Linked DNA regions of Oryctolagus cuniculus: region 1 is linked to region 2. A link is a contact called in public Micro-C data. All regions are on one chromosome and are shown on one strand. The core of a region is the stretch at or near the end of the contact, and the rest is flanking DNA. Distances in the headings are between cores, read along the strand shown.

Region 1 (6,479 bases), core at 1,724-4,223, 44 kb after region 2:
AAAAAAAAAAAAAAAAAAACAAAAAAAAAAAAAACAACTAGAACCTACTTTACAGAGGCTCTTGGCATGTATGTATACTGTACAACATAAACACAAAAACAACCTCACATGTTCTATTACCTGTGTAATCAGCTATTCCTTTTTCAAAATCCCATTGTATCTGAGTCTGAAGCAATGAGCCAATGTTACCACAGTCCTTAATTACATACTGTCTCTTGAAAAAAGTCACTTTTATCAAATGAAAATATTATAAATCATTTACCTTGGATTGATGTTTTTTGAGATCACTTAAATTAACTGTTCCAAAAAATCTTTCTTTAGGTGGACAATTTTAAGTTTTTTGTTTCCATCTTTTAAAGTAATTATTTTCTTCCAAATGATACTAAATTTACATCAGTATATGGGTCATTCACTTCAGGAAAGGGCAACCACAAAAACATCCACTGTCAAAAATAACACATTTCCAAAAAAACGCTCATGATACCAAAAAGCTCTCATTACCATCTAGTCCTTTTGGAAAGGGCAAATATACTTCCCATAAATTCTAAAGTTATTTAACACTACAATTATCATCAGGATAGGAGAAAGATAGCAACAAGTCAAAAATAATTCAGTTTGCTTGGAAAGGGATTAGGGAGCACAGCAGATTTTGAAATAAAAAATTTGCCTAAAAATTGTTCATGAAACTAAAATAAGCAGATTTGTTGCATAGTCTATATGGGGGCAGGGGACAAAGAATGAAATATAAACTGTTTACTTGCTTCAAAGATACTTGGACCAACATTCAGATTCAGCTTGGATTTAAAGAGACTACCACCCCTGTGACAATTTACACACCCTAAGAGATACCAAGTGTGTAAATGGATATAACAGCAAACTGGAATCGCATAGTCCCTACCTTCATGCAATGTAAATTTAGGGAGGAGGGAACACCTCAGGGTGAGATATACATCCACCTACACAAAGATGTCACACTAAAGTGTTTATAGCTCTTGGTTCATTCCCTTGGATGCAGATGAGGGATGGGGAGGAAAGAGAGGAACTGCACAACTTCAGATCTGACAGCTGAGTCCTTAAAGTGGATTAGATGTCCACCTGGCCGACCTTGGGGGAAGGGCTCCAAGAAGAGAGCAACTGGAGCAAAGGCAGAGGTGTGAACAGCCAGTATTTGACAGTCTGGAATACAGAATGTAAGAGGTGTCATGAGGTTTTCTGTATGCCACAAGGAAGACTGGACTTTGCCACAAGGAAGACTGGACTTCGTTAGTATCCATGAAAGGCCCCCACAGGGTTTTAGTCAGAAAATTAGCATATGTATGTGATCAGGTTTTTCTGGTGTGATGAGACACTGGTTTACACAGGTAAGACAAAAGAAAACACTAGATAATGATGTCATCACATGAAACAACAAAGGCGACTGCCCAATTAGAAAGCTAAACTCCCTTCAGGAAAAAACATTAAGGACTACCATTCAAACCTTTCTGGAAAAAAAAGTTTTTACTCAGTATCATTTAAACCTAGGAAAACAGAGGAAAAGTTTTTGTATGTATTATGAATTATAACATGTGTGTATCTATTGAGTTTTCCAGAGCTCCTAACCTTCTCACTAATTCTGTAACACAACTGAGACTAATGGTTGTACAAAAAGCAATGAAGCCTATTTAGGAGTCTTTGATATAAGGAGGACCATATGTAACGCAAGGCAATTCCCAAGTCAGGTTTCAAGGTTTTCAAAGTTCAAGATAATCAAGTTTTATTAAGTCAGCACATTTAAAAGGTATGTCATAAGGGTGGAGCAAAGGCGGAGGGGGTAAAAATGTGTGTGTGTATAAACAAATTTATAATAGTCGCTGGGGCTAAAACTGCCACTTGGAGAGCCGGCTCTTAAGAAATGAACACCTACCAGATCCAATTAACAAAGACGGGGGGGGGGGGGGATCACATGAAAATATAAATGGAGTGGGTGGGGGCAGCCACTTCTCCCCGACCCATAATCCAGCTGGCGGTGCGATGAGAAAAATCATACGATGTAGGCATAAAGGCAGGAAAATAATGTCACTCCCAAACTTCACAAGCGAACCACCAGACACTGGCCAAGGGGCTACGATCCCATACCCCTCATCCCACAACTCAAGGGCAGGGAGTACCCTGCACGGCGCGCCCGAGGGAAGGGGAAGGAGCACCTCTATTCTCGGACTGGGAGAAGCCCTCAGCCAGCCCTACGGGGGTCAACGCCCCCTGGGCAGGCCTCCGCGGGGCCGGGGGCAGAGACGGCGGAGAAGCCCCTCCATCTCTGCCCGAGCTGCAAGTACTCGCACCCCTCCTCCCCAACACACACCCTCCCCTACCTGATATGGCGGCGGCGGCTCCTGATCCGGCTCCGTCCCCTCGCCAAAGCTAGCGCGGTCGGACTGAGACTCGTGAAGCAGAGAGATGTCATCCGAGGTGGGGGACTTGAGGCAGTTCCCCATCTTCCGGGGCGGGTGTGTGCGAGCTGGGGTAGGAAGAAAGCAGTGGCGGGGTCGTTCGCACGCTCCGCGGTCAGCCTCGGTCGGCGAGGTGGGGTCGAGCGACGGGCCGGAGCTCAGGCGGCGGCGGCTCCCCCGCCCCCCGGCGCCGCCGAGGGGCAGCTCATGCCAGCCCCCGGGGGTGGGGGCTCAGGGCTGGGCCGCGGGCTCGGCTGGGGTCGAGACGGTTGCCTCCGGCGAAGCCGCGACGCGGGGGGGGCGGGGAGACGAAGCACTTCCCCACCCCGCCCCCCCGCGGGGCGGCGGCGGCCACGGGGCTGCTGGGCTTAATCCAGGTCAGGAGCGGGGGGCGCGGCCGTCGCGGCTGCCTCAGCTGCTGCCTCAGCTGCTGCTGCTGCCCCCGCCGGCAACCGCGCCGCGGCCGCGGGCCTCATCCTAGTCCGCCTCAGCGCGGCGGCGGCGGCCAGAACGAGGCCGGCTGGGGCCCTGCGTCATCCCGCCGTGCGTGCCCTGGGCCCGCCCCCGGCGCCAGGAGGCGAAGGCGGCTCTCGCGGCGCGGCTGGCCCCGCCCTCCTCTAGCAGCTGTTCCTGGGGCTGCGTCAGTTTCTGCTTCTGTCCCTGACAGTTTGGCTCCTCGCCCGGCTCGCTCGGAAGCCTCTGGTTTCCCGCGCTTCCCTGCGGACACGGCTCCCGCGCCGTCGACGTCGCAGCTCTTACCTGTACACTCTTCTGACAGTGTTCTCACCACCCTCTGCTAAGGGATCTATTTATATACCCATATCTGAGTGGATGGATCATCGTACCGTTGTTAAAATGTTAAAGGGCTTCCCACTTTTCCCTTCGGAATAAAGTCCAATCTCAGTAATGAACCCTCCCGATCTCAATCACTTTCCTGTCCTGCATCACAGCCAGGGAGCTCCTTCTCCCATTTCTTTTCCCAGAGTGTTCCATTTCCTTACATTCCCAACCACCATGGTCATCTCTTGCCCAGGCTCCTGCAATAGACTCAGCTGTTCTTGTATTCATTATTGCCCCCCCCCATCCAATCCATTATTTGCACAGTTGACAGACTTATCTTTTTTAAATGTAAATAGAGTGAAGTCGTTCTCCTGTTTAAAACCTCCAAAGGGTTCCTAATATTGTCCTTAAAGCAATCTTTAAATAAATAACTTTCAAATCCGACTGCCTCTCCAAGCATAGTCCCATCCTTCAGAAACTGTAAATTCCAAGCTTTCCAAAGTACTTTAAAAATTTTATCTATTTGAAAGGCATAGTTAGAGAGAGAGAGAGAGAGGCAGAGAGAGAGAGAGAGAGATCTTCCATCTGCTGATTCACTCCCCAGATGGCCACAACAGCCTGGGCTGGGCCAGGCCAAAGCCAGGAGCCAGGAGCTTTTTCCAGGTCTCCCACGTGGGTACAGGGACCCAAGGACTTGGGGGCATCTTCTGCTGCCTGCCCAGGAGCGTTAGCAGGGAGCTGGATCACAGCAACCCAGACTCTAAGCGGCACCCATATGGGATGCCGACACTGAAGGCAGAGGCTTAACCTTCTACATCATGGCGCTGGTCCCCACAAGTACTTCTGGATACCTCAGGGACTGTTGCCTCTAGCTGGGGGTTTTGCCCATATTGTTTCTCTGGCAAAAACCTACTTCTCCCCGCTTCTGACCTTCTGCCTCTCACCGGGCTAATCATTATTCCCACTTGACTCCCAGGACTCAACTCCATTTCCCCTGGAAAGCCTCTCCTGAGTCCACTCTGGGTTTCACCTCCTCTCGGCTTTTAGACCCTGAGCTTTTCTCTGTCGCAGCTGACCACGCTGAATCATCCGCCCCTCCTCTGTGCAAGCCCCGGCGCTCTGCCTAAGGAAGCGTAGCCTGCTCCTTGCTTGAGTGAATGAACAGCTCAAACAAGCTGTGCAAGGAAGGAAACAAGAGGGATGCGTGTGGTTCTCCTGAGCATCATTCACTCAATGAGAAGAGGATCCGGACTCTTTATGTTATCCGCCATTTGCTGATTTATTTTATTTATTTATTTTGTGCTAGACCCTATCCTAAGTACTAGGGAAACTATCACACCGGTTTGCTAATTATGGAGCCCAAAGTCCAGTTGGGAAGTAAACAGATGGCTCCCTCTGAGCCCCTTCTCTCCTTTAATGTTTTCTCTCCCTTTCTTTCTTTCTTTCTTTCTTTCTTTCTTTCTTTCTTTCTTTCTTTCTTTCTTTCTTTCTTTCTTTCTTTCTTTCCTCTCTCTCTCTCTTCCTTCCTGTCAAGATTTATTTATCTACTTGAAAGAGTTACACAGAGAGAGGAGAGGCAGAGAGAGAGAGGTCTTCCATTGATGTTCACTCCCCAGTTGGCTGCAATGGCTGGAGCTGCGCCGATCTGAAGCCAGGAGCCAGCAGCCTCTTTTGGGACTCCCACGCAGGTGCAGGGGCCCAAGGACTTGGACCATCTTCTACTGCTATCCCAGGCCATAGCAGAGAGCTGGATCAGAAGTGGAGCAGCCAGGACTTGAACCAGCACCCATATGGGATACCAGCACTGCAGGCAGTGGCTTTAGCTGCTAACACCACTGCACTGGCCCCATATATTTTTTTCTTAAAAATTTTATTTTTCATACTTTTTCCCCACAGGTATATAGCATTGTCCTGTAGTACCATATGAAAAGAAATGATAATGTTTCTGAGTCTAAAACTAATAGGCATTTTCCAGACGATGAGAGAAATATTTGAGGCCCAGTAGTGGATTGGATTCTTCCTCCTTATTGATGGAGAACAGGTGAACAGAAAATTAGCAGAAATAAATTCAGATCTTTATCCTGATTCTACTGTTTTCGTATTTTTGCTCCCATGCATGTGTGTGTGTGTGTATATGTGTATATATATGTGTGTGTGTATATATATATATAAAACCATCTCTGCTTCGGACACCTGTGTCTGGTGAAAGAGTGACTGTTGCATGTTCCTCTGAGGCCAGTGCTATGGCCCAAGTTAAGAGACAACATTGAAATACCTGTTCCCTTGGAGCCAGCACTGTGGCGCAGTGGGTTAACACCCTGGCCTGAAGTGCCGGCATCCCATATGGATGCCGGTTCAAGTCCCAGCTGCTCCACTTCTGATTCAGCTCTCTGCTATGGCCTGGGGAAGCAATAGAAGATGGTCCAAGTCCTTGGGCCCCTGTACCCAAGTGGAAGACTCAGAAGAAGCTCCTGGCTCCTGGCTTTGGATTGGCTCAGCTCCGGCCTTTGCGGCCATCAGGGGAGTGAACCAGCAGGTGGAAGACTTCTCTCTCTGTCTCTACCTCTCTCTGTAATTCTGTCTTTCAAATAAATAAAATAAATCTTAAAAAAAAAGAAAGTGCACCTGGGGAGGTGGCAGAAGATGGCCCGAGTACTAGGGCCCCTCTCACCCACATGGGAGACTTGGATGGAGTTTTGGGCTCCTTCCTGGCTTTGGCCTGGCCCAGCCCTGGCCTTTGTGGCTTGGCCTTTGTGGTCATTTAGGGAGTGAATCAGTGGATGGAAGAACAGTATCTCTCTCTCTCTCTCTCCTTCTCTCTGATTCTGCCTTTCAACTAAGTAAAGAAGTCTTTAAAAAAAAAAAAAAATATATATATATATATAAAATCGAACACTGCCGCTGTATCACAGCTTTTATGGGCTACCACCTGAAGAGGATCTTTGCCCAGACTTTGCTGCAACTGAGTAAGACACTGATGCAATTCTGGAAGGATTTTAGCATCTATGACTGCATCAAGAAACTTGCTGGGGCTTGAGGTGGTATCACCAAGGCGTGTATGGATGCCACCAGGAAGAAGACACTGAGGAGGCCTGTCCATGATTTCACAGTGATTACCAGTGATGAGGAGGTGGCAAAGATCAGTCAGGCCTGGGCTGAGAGGCCAGACAGCTTTAACCTGGGTGTGGGTGAGGACGACACTGAGGAGCTCCTGAGTGGCTTCTGAGGAAGTGAGCCTGACTCTGTGAAGGCCTAGGCTAATGTGTGTGTTTA
Region 2 (6,415 bases), core at 262-2,761:
GAATGCAGCTTGCATAATTTTTTTTGCCTAAATAAGACTATCTCCACTGAGTATTTTGTCCATAAAGCTTTTTTTTTTTTTTTTTTTTTTTTTTTTTTAACAGGCAGAGTGGACAGTGAGAGAGAGAGACAGACAGAAAGGTCTTCCTTTGCCGTTGGTTCACCCTCCAATGGCCGCCGCGGCCAGCGCGCTGCGGCCGGTGCACCGCGCTGATCCGATGGCAGGAGCCAGGAGCCAGGTACTTATCCTGGTCTCCCATGGGGTGCAGGGCCCAAGCACTTGGGCCATCCTCCACTGCACTCCCTGGCCACAGCAGAGAGCTGGCCTGGAAGAGGGGCAACCGGGACAGAATCCGGCGCCCCGACCGGGACTAGAACCCGGTGTGCCGGCGCCGCTAGGCGGAGGATTAGCCTAGTGAGCCGCGGCGCCGGCCTTGTCCATAAAGCTTTAGTGAGAGGAGTGAGGTACACCTCTGGAAACACAGCCCTAGGACTCTGTTTTACTGGGTACAGAACCTGTCTCAAACTATGGGAATATCTGTATACTGGGTCTCAGTTCACATTCACATGGTTGAATGACTAATTATCAACTGTAATCCAGTGGATAGGCAGCATGAGTATAAATGGTCAGAACTCATGCCATCATTTTCTAGCTATTTTGATATGAAAATCCTTTTAATTGCTACATTTAAGCATTCTCTTGCATGTCTGACTTCCAAAGTACATGAGGAAAAGTATAAATTTATTAAAAACTTACTCCCGGATCTTTTTCTCTGATCCATCTCTTCCAGGGTCATAAACTCCTTTAGGCAGATGCTGTATAAGGCCTATTCTTTGAGCTATCCTAATTTGTTCCTCTTCAGTCAGCTGAGTTGCTAGCCGAGTCTGGCTGGGTGTTGGATGATAGACTGGAACAGGAACTTGTTCCTAAATTTTTAAAAATGGAGAAAATGATTATTTTTTAAGAAAATTTCTAGAGATCATGCTTTTCCTTTTTAATGGGGGTAGGAGGCTACATATGGCAAGCAGAAGGGGTCCTGGGAGAGATAGCAAGCTGGTCTACTGTGCAGATTGTGTCTTAATATTGACTTCTAGAACAAAAAATACATAAAAAATTCACATTTAGATATGTGACCTACTTTTAAAGGATCTAAAAACAAGCAACACTTAAAAACTTGCATGGAATGTTAATTTAACTAGTTCCACATGAAGAATTTACCCAGATATGCTCATTCTGAATACACCAACAGATAAATCAATATAAACAGATCTGTCAAGCAATTAATGAACCAGACTGTACTCAATAAGCTAATTTAATATTCTATAGGTTGCGATGGAATTATGCCAGTTTACCAATTTTTTTCAAATTTATTTATTTGAAAGGCAGAGTTGGAGAGAGAGAGAGAGAGAGAGAGAGAAGATACATATAGTGAGAGATCATTCATCCACTGGATCACTCCCCAAATGGCCCCAACAGCCAGGGCTGGGCATGGCCGAAGCCAGGGGCCCAAACACTTAGGCCATCTTCCACTGCTTTCCCAGTTGCCTCCGCAGGGAGCTGGATTGAAGGTGGAGCAGCTGGGAATCTAACTGGTACCCATATGGGATGCTGGCATTGCAGGCCGTGGCACTGACCTGCCGTGCCACAGCACCAGTCCCCCAAAATGACTTTTCTTCAAGAATATTTTCTCAGTGAATTCACCTGTGGCATATGCCTCAACACTATCAATTTTTTACTTTTCAATGCAATGCTGGCCCCCGATATCATGTTCTTAAACTACCTAGTCTAAAAATTTAACACAGCCTTTAAAAAACTTTTTTTGGGAGAGGGAGGGATTACTTGAAAGGTAGACTTACAGAGAGACAGGGAGAAACAGTCACAGAGATTCATTTGAGGATTTACTTCCCAAATGGCCACAATGACCAAAGCTGGGCCATGCAGATGCCAGGAGCCAGAAATACCTACTGGGTCTCCCACTGAGTGGCAGGTGTTGCAGACAGTGGCTTACCCTGCTATGCCACAATGTAAGCCCCAAATCAAATAGGCTTTTAAAGAAACAAAAAATTTTTGTTCAGGGGCCAGCACTGTGGTATAGTGGGTAAAGCCACTACCTGCAGTGCCAGCATCCCATATGGGTGTTGGTTCGAGTCCCAGCTGCCCCTCTTCCAATTCAGTTCTCTGCTATGGCCTGGGAAAGCAGTAGAAGATGACCCAAGTCCTTGGGCCCCTGAACCCATGTGGGAGACAGGGAAGAAGCTCCAGGCTTCTGGCTTTAGATCGGATCAGCTCTGGCTGTTGTGGCCATTTGGGGAGTAAACCAGCAGATGGAAGACCTCTGTGTCTCTCTGTTTCTGTAACTCCACCTTTCAAATAAATAAATTTTTTGTTATTCAAAAGAACTGTATTTGTAACCACAATATTTAAAATTGAGCTACTTTAGTGAAATGGAATTGGGATGCAGTGTGATGTAGGAGAGAATTTTAGGTAAAAATTTCTAAGCATGCATTTTTTTGTGGTTAGATTTCTTCAGTCTTATGATTCACTGTTTATAGGGAACACAGAAAGCAGAAAAGAAGAACAAAGTTGTACTACACAGGCAGGACATTTGGCATGGTAGTAAAGATGCCACTTGGGACACTGGCATCTCATACCAGAGTGCCTAGGTTCAAGTCCTGGCTCTATTCCCTGTTCCAGCTTTCTGCTAACATGAACCCTTGGGGACAGTGGATGATGGCTCAATACTTGGGTCCCTGCCACCCACAGAGAATACTTTGACAGAGTTCCTGGCTCCTGGCTTCAGCATTGCCCAGTCATAGCTGCTACTAGCATCTGGAAATTTTAGGATGGGAGATCTCTGTCTGTTTCTTTCTCTTCCTCTCCCCTTTCTCTCTGCCCCTTTCAAACAAATAGATTTTATTGAGAGTCACGAGAGAGAATTCCCATTAACTGGTTCACTCTCCAAAGGCTAGCAACAGACAGGGATGAGGCACGTCAAAGCCAGGAACCAGAAACTCCATATGTGATTCCTAAGTGGGTGGCAGGGACTTAACATTTGAGCTATCACCTGCTGCCCGACAGGGTGCACATTAGCAGGAAGCTAGATATGAAGTGGAGCCAGGAATCAAACCCAGAAACTCCAATATAGGATGCGAGTTTCCCAAGCAACGTCTTAAATTACTATGCCACCATAAAATTCACATTATGGATATATTTGTCATTTTGGTGGTTTTGTTTTGTGTTAAACCAGTACCTTCTAGTACCTTCTCAGTACCTAGTACCTTCTCAGTACCTTCTAGATAATTAAAATGATTCGACAATTTTTTTTTTTGACAGGCAGAGTAGACAGTGAGAGAGAGAGACAGAGAGGAAGGTCTTCCTTTTTCTGTTGGTTCACCCTCCAACAGCCGCTGCGGCCAGCCCACTACGCTGATCCGAAGCCAGGAGCCAGGTGCTTCCTCCTGGTCTCCCTTGCGGGTGCAGGGCCCAAGCACTTGGGCCATCCTCCACTGCACTCCTGGGCCACAGCAGAGAGCTGGCCTGGAAGAAGAGCGGCCGGGACAGAATCCAGCGCTCCAACCGGGACTAGAACCCGGGATCTGGCACCGCAGGTGGAGGATTAGCCTAGTGAGCTGTGGCACCGGCCGACAATTTAATTTTGATTCACATGCATCTTTTCAGAAAAACACAGAAGGAAATGACTAAGGCATCCTGGTATTTAAAGATGAATGTGGCCTCACCCTTCTTACCACATACCCCTAACTTCGTATTTTAATTTCTTTTTTTTTAATTTCTTTTTTTTATTTTTTGACAAACAGAGTGGACAGTGAGAGAGAGAGAGAGAGAGAGAGAAAGGTCTTCCTTTGCCGTTGGTTCACCGCGCTGATCCGATGGTAGGAGCCAGGAGCCAGGTGCTTTTTCCTGGTCTCCCATGGGGTGCAGGGCCCAAGCACTTGGGCCATCCTCCACTGCACTCCCTGGCCACAGCAGAGAGCTGGCCTGGAAGAGGGGCAACCGGGACAGAATCGGCGCCCCGACTGGGACTAGAACCTGGTGTGCTGGCGCCGCTAGGCGGAGGATTAGCCTAGTGAGCCGTGGCGCCAGCCTCGTATTTTAATTTCTATCATATCCGTTTAAAAAAGGTGTGATATGCTTGTTATCAATTATTTAGTACGAGAAAGACACTGAGTTGAACAGATTGGAGTATAAAAGCAGCAACTTTTAAAAATATTTGTACTGGGGGATGGTTCCCACCTTTCCCTGACTGCTGATCCACAGTGCTTAAACTCGCTGTGTAAATAATATGAGTTATGTTGAACACCTGCTTTCCTTCTGGGAGTCTGAATTTTGGTTATGTGGTAGGCAGTGGGTGTCTTTTTTTTTTTTTTTTGAGAGGCAGAGTGGACAGTGAGAGAGAGAGACAGAGAGAAAGGTCTTCCTTTGCCGTTGGTTCACCCTCCAATGGCTGCTGCGGCCGGCGCGCTGCAGCCGGCGCACCGCGCTAATCCGATGGCAGGAGCCAGGTACTTCTCCTGGTCTCCCATGGGGTGCAGGGCCCAAGTACTTGGGCCATCCTCTGCTGCACTTCCCTGGCCACAGCAGAGAGCTGGCCTGGAAGAGGGGCAACCGGGACAGAATCTGGCGCCCCGACCAGGACTAGAACCGGTGTGCCGGCGCTGCAAGGCGGAGGATTAGCCTAGTGAGCCGCAGCGCCGGCCCGGCAGTGGGTGTCTATTCAGTACTGTGGACACATGAGACTCCAATGAGCTTCCCTGATGGACAACCCTTCACAAGTGCACAGCAGAGAAATTAAGCAAGTCCTCTGTGAATCCAATAGAAAACTACTGACAACTTGTGCCTAATTTCCTCTGGACTTCTTCCTCTGCACCTGTCCCCGCTCAAGTTTTGCTTTGCATTCTTTTGCTGTAAAGTAAGTCATAGCTGTGAATACAATTACATATTGAGTCCTCTGAGTTCTCCTATTAAGAATGAGGAACTGTCGTAAAGACCCCCAAATCAGCGATACAGTTTATAATTGCATGGCAGTTATGTTTCATTCCCAAGTGAAAACAAATGAAACATTAAACATTTTTGAATATCCTGTGTTCCAGGGCCTAAGTGCAGAGCTGACAACAAAAAGTACACTTTCCAGATGATGTTCAGTGATGAATGGTGCCTGCACAGACTCCTGTGCTTTCAGATTTTGTAGTGTTCATTAGGAAAGCTCCCTGGTTAAAAAAGTGTGCTTTGAATTTGACAACAGTAACTATCTAGCACTTGTGTTTCACCCATTTTCTTGAAGAAATTTGGAAAGAATCCTAAAGAAACTAGTATTTTTGTTTTTTGTGTGTGTTTTTTAAAAATATTTATTTCTTTATTTGAAAGGCGGAGCTATGGACAGGGGGAATTGGGGGAAGGGGAAAGAGACAAATGTCCCAATCACTGGTTCAACTGGCTGCAATGGCCGGGCCTGGGTCAGGTCGAAGCCAGTAGCCTCCAACTCCATCTGGGTCTCCCCAGTGAGTACAACTGGCCAAGCACTTGGATCATCTTCTGCTGTTTTCGCAGGCATAGTAGCATAGGGCTGGATCAAAAGTGGGGCATCAGGTACTTGAACTGGTGGCCATATGGGATGCAGACATCGAAGACGGTGGCCTCTGCACTGCATCACAACACTAGCACTGAACTAGTATTTCTGAACATATATATATATATAAAATTTAGTACAGAGGAAAGCACAAATGGGTGACCATGTGAGGATACAGTGAGGAGGTAATCATCTGCAAGCCAAGGAAAGAGGTCTAAGATGATATCAAATATCTTGACTTTGGATTTTAGTTTTTTTTTTTTTTTTTAAAGATTTATATATTTATTTGAAAGAGTTACACAGAGAGAGGAGAGGCAGAGAGAGAGAGAGATCTTCTATCTGATGGTTCACTCCCCAACTGGCTATAACCGCCAGAGCTGTGCCGATCTAAAGCCAGGAGCCAGGAACTTCTTCCAGGTCTCCCACGTGGGTGCAGGGGCCCAAGGACTTGGGCCATCTTCTACTGCTTTCCCAGGCCGTAGCAGAGAGCTGGATCGGAAGTGGAGCAGCCGGGACTCGAATCAGCATCCATATGATCCACATGGGCGTTAACCCGCTGCACCACGGCGCCGGCCCCTGGATTTTAGTTTTCTAACTATGTGAAAAGGGGCCAGCGATGTGGCACAGAGGGTTAAAGCCCTGGCCTGCAGCGCCGGCACCCCATATGGGAACCAGTTAGAATTCCAGTAGCTCCACTTCTAATCCAGCTTCCTGTTAATGCGACTGGGAAAGCAGCGAGGACGGTCCAAGTCCTTGGGCCCCTGCACTCATGTGGGAGACCCAGAAGCTCTTGATTCCTGATGGGCCCATCTGGCCATTGCAGCCATCTGG

The links. A called contact is a pair of places that touch in the nucleus more often than the background predicts.
Region 1: a contact with region 2 is called in a Micro-C map of ear pinna, with 19 times the contacts expected there. The contact joins the promoter of RNF11 here to the enhancer-like site in region 2. A contact is called at or near these places in 2 of 6 Hi-C or Micro-C datasets (ear pinna and psoas muscle).

The regions. Positions count from the first base shown.
Region 1 is chr7:121,712,632-121,719,110 of mOryCun1.1, forward strand. It overlaps RNF11 (ring finger protein 11), which reads right to left and starts at 2,974. Exons shown (of 3, transcript XM_008265267.4): 1 at 2,349-2,974. The coding sequence starts at 2,471.
Region 2 is chr7:121,669,875-121,676,289 of mOryCun1.1, forward strand. It overlaps RNF11 (ring finger protein 11), which reads right to left. Exons shown (of 3, transcript XM_008265267.4): 2 at 757-926. Among named protein-coding and RNA genes, the nearest start is that of RNF11, 43 kb to the right of the region's middle. Within about 2 kb of position 1,512, at least 2 of the 8 cell types and tissues checked have an H3K27ac peak or open chromatin away from gene starts, as enhancers often do. A contact at or near this core is called in ear pinna, where this site is marked.